Linked DNA regions of Mus musculus: region 1 is linked to region 2. Evidence: chromatin contacts called from public HiChIP or PLAC-seq data. All regions are on one chromosome and are shown on one strand. Each heading gives the region's core, a stretch centred on a gene start, on an enhancer-like site or on the middle of the called end of the contact. The rest is flanking DNA. Distances are from core to core; before and after follow the strand shown. Region 1 holds the start of 5730412P04Rik (RIKEN cDNA 5730412P04 gene). Region 2 holds the start of Bex2 (brain expressed X-linked 2).

Region 1 (3,585 bases), core at 131-2,630, 36 kb before region 2:
CTCTGTGTTAACTTTTTTATCACTGCAAAGTTAATAAATAAGAAAATATAATTGTTATATGCAGTAGATAGGTAAATATAAAAATACTGTGAATAAAAAAGAACAGTTCAAAATGCCAAAATCTAACTAAAAGAATTTCCATGAATCTAGTTAAATAGGTTTCTGGTACATGAATGCTATAGCAACAGAAGTGCTGTACTTACAGAGGTCCAGGGCATTAGGAAGGTCAGAGAGGCTAGTACTACAGAGCAGGAAACCTCCTTTCCTGGGGATTAATGATGATAGTGTGGAGATCTGTGTAGTTTTAGAGAACATAGTTGGCTATTATTATAACAGACCAATATGTATGATTTTAATATTTTTGAAACTGCTTAATTTGAGTATCTGACATTTTGACCCCTTTAGTGAATACTTGATAAGTTCGTACTTTCATGAAAATCATTACAATTTTTTTTTTTTAAAATGGGAGGCTGGTGAGGTGGCTCATCCAGTAATGGTGCTTGCTGTCAAGCTGGAATGCCTGAGATCAGTTCCAGGTCCCTGTCCCTGCCCCATACAAATACATGTAATAAAAATATGAAAAGATGGTACCATAGAATAATACATATCAAAATCTCAAACATGCAAACAATGACATAGCTCAATAACTAACCTGAGATCATTGACTATTGTTCAAGTAGGTGTTGACTACTGATCAAGTAGGTGTCCTGAACCTTATGAGTGAGAAAATATGATACCCAGTTCATAGCATGGGGAAGCTGGACTGAGAACAGAACTATTTCCTGCCCCATCTTCCAAGGTACTATCTACCTGGAAATGGAAACTGAGGCCATGACAACCTGGAATAGGACAACACATTATCTGGGGGTCAAGAGGTTACTACCTCTCTTAGGAGACAATGCATGGCCAAGTCCTAAAACAGAAACCAGTTGACTTGATTCTGAAATCCTTTAGTCTTTCAACTATTAAGGATGTTCAGCCACTACCATGGGGCATCCATACCTTCAGCTGAGCCCAAACATCTGCCTTTCTTGCCGCATTACATAGATCTCCATTAAAAATCACATTGGTTGCTATAACGACATCAGGTTTCTATGGCAACTGTGACTCACCGGATGTTTTAGAAAATGTAATTGTCTCTTTGTAGCCCTCCCTTCTGTGCCCCTGCATTTCTCAGAACAAATCAAATCAAAACAAAACAAAACTGCAAAACTAAACTAAACTAAAATACTGACTCCTTCCAACCCACATGAAAACACATATTCATTTGAGATGTTGAGATGGGAAGCCGATAATTAGCCAAAGAAGCCCAACAGGTTAACTAAGCATTTTCCTGTAACTGGGATCCTGCTGTTCTCGCCAGATCACCTTGGTCTTCATGAAATGTTCTGGTTGTCATGGTTTCTTTGATTCACTCGTTACTGTGGTAACCGTGATGCACAGGCTTATTCTCACACAACTCTCCTCTTCTCCTTTTCATGCTGCCTGCCCCCCCCCCATCCTGTTTGAAAGCAAAATAAAATGTCTTTGCTTTGTTGGCAACCACATGAGAAGCATAACCAGAAGGTCTAGCTGGAGAAGCAGGCAGCTGAGAGACTACCCTGCAAAACAGAATGCTCCTTTTTTGAGGAATTTTGTTTGCTATAAAAGTGACCTTAACAAGCACTATCTGTTCACATCTACTCAGGAATATTTTCTGGGACTCTTGGAGATGAGGTAGCTCTTGAGTGGGTGGAGCTGTGCATATAAGACATACAGTCCACATTGTATAGTTTGATATGTGTGACTGAACACCAAGGGACTGCTTCTAATCTTTGAACTACATGAACTAGAAATATTTTTTAAAAGTCATTTGTGAAATAGAATGATTTTAAGAAGGGTTGGAAAATTATACTTATTTCACATGCTGAAATTTAACTATCCATCTGAACCATATTGAATGATCCCTATAGCAATACTCACACTCTTAAATTGCCATCCAATGAGTATGTCAGAGGTATTTTCAGAACACTCCCCATAATCTGGAATTGTAAAAAACCGAATGTTACATCCATAGGATGGAATTGTGCGAGGTAGTAAATACTATCACAAGAGATCAGACTAGCAATCAATGGTTCACATTATTTCTAGTGTGTAGAGAAATAGACACTTTCAAATAACATTTTAACAATTTTATTAACACTAGTATTAATTAACACTAGTATTAATTAACACTAGTATTAATATTTTGCATGTATTGTGCTAATAAATGTTTCATGGTTTTGAAAGAACATTTAAAAATGATTGTAAAGAAATTATTATAAATATATTTTTATTTGTAAATATATGGGGAATTGTACTAAACTTCAGTGATATTGTTAAAGAGGACAATAATTATTTTAAAATATATTTTTTATGTATATCAGTGTTTTGGTGACATGTATGTGTAGCTGTCCAGCAGACACGGAGAACTGGGTTACCTGAAAGGGGGGCTGGAAATGAAAAAGACAAAGTGCGAGAGAAGGATGAAGCCAAGACAAAAGTTTCTGATCGAGCCTCAAAGTTTAATATTCAGCACTGTATTTATATAGGGAGAGCCCACAGACCCCATCCTTTGTTTGAGCTGGATTATGTTGCAAAGTAAGCTCAGCAGGCAGTCTGCTCCTGTGGGAAATTACAAATGCAGCAAGACCAGAGACTTCAGCTAGGTTGTAAAACTATTGTGGGTCTGTTTAGCCTACTCAAGGCTGGGGAAAAGGCACATGTATGTATGTACACTACATGTGTATCTGGTATCCTTGGAGGTCAGAAGAGCATGTTGGATGCCCTGGAAATGGCGTAATGGACAGTTGTGAACTAATGTGTGTGCTAAGAACCAAGCCTGGTGCTCTGCATGAACAGTACGTGCTTTTAACCACTGATCCATCACTTCATCCTCAGGGACTAAGAATGTATTGTTAAAATGAACTTGGAAGCAACCATATGATGAAAGAACTACTTAATGTAAAATTCTAAGTTGTAGAAAAATTAAAATGTCTTTACATATGAGCGTGGTCACAATAAAAGAAAAAAAGCATGCTACAAAGAACACATATAGCTTGGATGCACAAATTTAGAAACAAGATAATTTTGTTCCTGTCAAACAGTTTAGAATTCAGTCTGGTGTTCTATGGCAGTTTCTGTCTGTATCCCTCAGTGTTCAGTATACTGAAAACTCTTGGATTATGCTTGCAGGCTTTCAGAAAGTTCTTTGGGGTACTCCCAACATCTTCCTTCTCTTTCTATCTCAGAAATGTTCAAACTCTGGTTCTCTGTTTTGTCCTGAGATCATACCTGTGCATCACCAATATTTACAAAGAAAATTATACAAGGAGCAGAAAAAATATGATATAGTACAAAAAGACTTATATGGAATGATTCTGATTCTTCTGGAGAACCTGGTAAGTATCAAAGAATACTGAAAAGGCATATATGATGCAAAACAAGGTAGTTATGAATGCTGTTGCAGTCACCAGCAGGTATAGGATAGCACAGGGATGTAAGCGAGTAACTGACCAAGGATGTGGTACAATGGGCCTGGAAAATTGTACCATAGTACACTGGACA
Region 2 (3,569 bases), core at 437-2,936:
TTATTATTTCTTACCATGTGTTAAGTTTGGGCTTGTTTTTTGTTGTTTGTTTGTTTGTTTGTTTGTTTTCTTTGTTGTTGTTTTTTAAGAGCCCCATCATTTTGTCATTCACTTGAGATCTCTCTGTGTTTGTTTGTTGTTCTTGCTTTTTTTTTTATAACAGTATCTCACTATGTAGCCCCAGGTGGCCTGGCACTTGCTATGTTTACCAGTCTGGCCACAAATTCACACCTAGATCTTTCTGTCTCAGTGGTCTAAAGGGTCCCAGCAAGCCACACCTCGCCCGAATGCTACAAAGAGTTAACAACCAGAACCCAGACAGGATTCTACTGGAACTGGGTGAAAAGAGAAGAGCCTTGGGAGCCCCCTTTCCCCCCACCCAAGAGACCCTTCTGTAATTTACATAGGATCTAAAAAATGTAGGATATTTTTGTGGCTTCTAATATGAGAGCAGACCTCTAATCAATGCTAAAAAGAACTGGGGGGGGGGGTTCTGGAAGAATTGCACAAGAGGAAGCAACGGTGATTGGTTTCTCCATGTGGTTTTGAAGAATACAACAGGAACCTGGATGGAGGAAATGAGGGCCTCTGGAATTTGGTGTTAAGGAAACCAATGCCTTCCTAATCTCACTCTCTCTCTTTTATAAAAAAAAAAACAGGTACCAGTTCTGATTTTATTTCACCATACTAACATACACGGCACTTGAGAATGAGAAATGCACAAGTGAACCATTCAACAGCTTGCCTTTTACTCAAGGACACGATATTCATATTAAACATACAGTCTTCCCACTCTGACTTTTTTTCAGAGCAGGGATGATAACATCTTTGGTCTGTCAACCCTCAAAGCTTTCTCCCTTTGCTTAGGTCCTTAAAGCTATCCACAGTGATAGCCAGGAACTTTCAGTTGCTAACAAAAGTCTTTCTACAGTTAAAGACTGATGGTAATTACAGGGTAAGACGGAACAGAATTATTAATACTTGGTATTGGCTCCTAAAGGGGAAAAGATTGCTTACAACAAATTATTATGCTCTAACAACTGGACTTGTTTCTTAAGATTCATTAAACTGATTTTAAATACACACATTTTTCAAAGAGATCCTGTTTTTAACGTTTTCCAGGAAAAAATTTAAACAAACTATTGATGATCAGAGTAAATCTATTGAGTCGAGCACAGAGCACAGGAGAACATTTTTTTTCATGTTTGTTTGTTTAGTTTTTACTTTGCCAGTTTTAAACATTTTGTTCAAAACAAATCTTCTACTTTTCAAAATTTGAGCCGTGAAAAACTGTTCTGAAATAGGGACTCATTCTATGGCCCAAACTGATTTGAAACTCACTGTGTAATCTATATGGGTTCCAATCCATGGTGAATTTCCTACTCCAGCCAGGATTTCAAGAGTGGGCCACTAGTTCTGGCTCAGACCTATTAACATTTAAAAAGAAAATAAAGAGAAATTAATAGAAGGGATTTATACAGATGGAAAGAGAGAAAACGGACTTCCAGGATGAGGGTGTGGTGTTGCTGAACCAAGGAGCATGGTGCAGACCCTCCCTGGTAACAGGGAAGGGAGATGTCCAACCTCCTGATGGTGATGCCACTTGTGGTTCCTCAGATTGGTGAGGATCCGGATGAGTGACGGGTGGGGCCCGAGGTGAGCACTGGCGGCGGGGAGGCGGGGGCGGGGCCTCCTGTCGCACCGGCCTCCCGAACAGGGGGAGCGGGCTTGGCAGTGACGCAGGGCCCTCACGTGACCCGGGGCTGCAGAGCGACGCAGCCTTGGGTGCAGTCGTCACGAGCGTCTGGCCAGCAGCTCGGAGCTCCTCTGCGCGCGGCGGGCTGGCAGCGGGCCCGAGGCGAGCGGGACAGGTAAGGGGCCTGCACGCCGCGGCCCTGCGGGCGACAGCCTCGCGACGGGCGGGCGCGCACCGCGGCTTTGTGCACCGCGCGGGGAACCCCGGCTGCGCCCGGGAAGGGACGCCCGGGCTCAGGGGCGGGGACGGCGCGGGGGTCCCGGGAGAGGGGCGGCTGGGCGGGCCCGCAGCGGAGAGCGCTAGAGCGAGCCCCGGAGAGCGGGGACGGGGACGGGGACGGGGATGGGGACGGGGACGGGGATGGGGACGGGGATGGGGACGGGGCTGCTAGAGATCGTGGGCGGCCCTGTAGGGGGATGGGCGGTGGGTCCGAGGAAGGCGGGTGCGGTGCTGAGCTCGGCGCCCAGTCCTTCCCATCCCACCCTGTCTGCAGATTGACTGGAAACCGAGAGTCCAGGCGGCAGCGGGAATTGACAGGAGGACTACGCCGCAAGGGATAGGCCCAGGTTGGTTCAGTGGCGGTGGGGGTGGGGTGGGGAGACTGAACGGGGATGGATGGGCGTTAGTCCCCTCATATCCCCCTCATCCATCCCTTCCCACCTACTATCCCACACCCCTCATTCTACCTCCCAGCTCCCCTTCCACCACCCACCATTCCCACAGTTCCATCCTCCATTTTGATGCCTGCAAAAGCTTTGGAAACAGATCTGCAGGGAAAATGGTGGGTTGTGGGGAGGGAGGGTCTGGGACTGGGGGCCCCCTAGAGGGCGTGTTGAGCCTTTCAGGTAGAAAAAATAAAATTTGAAAAACAAACATATGGACATCCAAGATTGTGAATGGTGGCAAATGGGCCTCTGTCCTCGGTGCTGAATCTTTGAACATTTCTCTTGTCTTCTAGGAGAAATGGAGTCCAAAGTGGAACAAGGCGTGAAAAATCTCAACATGGAGAATGACCATCAGGAAAAGGAGGAAAAGGAAGAAAAGCCACAGGATGCTAGCAAAAGGGATCCGATTGTGGCCCTGCCTTTCGAAGCTGGAGACTACTACGTGCCTAGAGGAGGTCGCAGGCGGTTCCGGGTTCGGCAGCCCATCGTGCACTACAGATGGGACCTGATGCATAGGGTTGGGGAGCCCCAGGGAAGGATGAGAGAGGAGAACGTACAGAGGTTTGGGGATGATGTGAGACAGCTCATGGAGAAGCTGAGGGAAAGGCAGCTGAGCCACAGCCTGCGGGCGGTTAGCACTGACCCGCCTCATCATGACCACCATGATGAGTTTTGCCTTATGCCCTGAGTCCTGAGCTTTTCTCTGAAGATGACATGGGGACCCCTGCTTTCAAAACTTACATGTTTGTGATGTACTGTTGTAATATTTCTGGTGTCACTTGTTTCCCCATGGGGCTCCAACTTCTGCCAGCTTCTAATTGAAACTTGTGTTTTCGACTCAGTCTTACATTTCTTTTTTTGTTAGCAGAATTTATCTATTGCATGGGAAGATGCTCAGTATATATTGTGAACCTAATAAAGCAGATTTAAAAGGCTATCTTAGTAGTTCTTTAAAGGCTACATATACACACGTGTATATATGCTATATATGCCATACACAAAGGGAAAAGTGATGGAATGAAATTGTCACGTGATTACTGCTGGGCCTCATTCTCTGGAACTCAGGCAGATAACATAGGGAACATTTTAATAACTCGGGGCCCCTGTTTGGTTTTGGTTAAGCACACTTCCCCATGGTGTAATAATAC

What was found. HiChIP or PLAC-seq counts read pairs in DNA pulled down with a chosen protein or histone mark.
Region 1: an H3K27ac HiChIP or PLAC-seq map of neural progenitor cells shows a contact between it and region 2, with 5 times the contacts expected there. The contact joins the promoter of 5730412P04Rik here to the promoter of Bex2 in region 2. A contact is called at or near these places in 11 of 39 promoter capture datasets (3T3-L1-derived adipocytes, cranial neural crest, embryonic stem cells and 7 more), 2 of 15 datasets of contacts at CTCF or cohesin (CD8 T cells and the NIH/3T3 cell line), 60 of 484 Hi-C or Micro-C datasets (the AML12 cell line, the AtT-20 cell line, ECoMG myeloid progenitors and 33 more), 17 of 115 datasets of contacts at active chromatin or transcription factors (SST interneurons, a beta-TC-6 cell line, bone marrow-derived dendritic cells and 7 more) and 2 of 9 other capture datasets (embryonic stem cells and pancreatic islet).

What each region holds. Positions count from the first base shown.
Region 1 is chrX:136,102,398-136,105,982 of GRCm38.p6, reverse strand. It overlaps 5730412P04Rik (RIKEN cDNA 5730412P04 gene), which reads right to left and starts at 1,380. Exons shown (of 7, transcript NR_045424.1): 1 at 1,113-1,380; 2 at 204-294. It also overlaps a transcript of Nxf3 not described here.
Region 2 is chrX:136,066,353-136,069,921 of GRCm38.p6, reverse strand. It overlaps Bex2 (brain expressed X-linked 2), which reads left to right and starts at 1,686. Exons shown (of 3, transcript NM_009749.2): 1 at 1,686-1,871; 2 at 2,250-2,322; 3 at 2,715-3,357. The coding sequence starts at 2,720. The coding sequence ends at 3,109.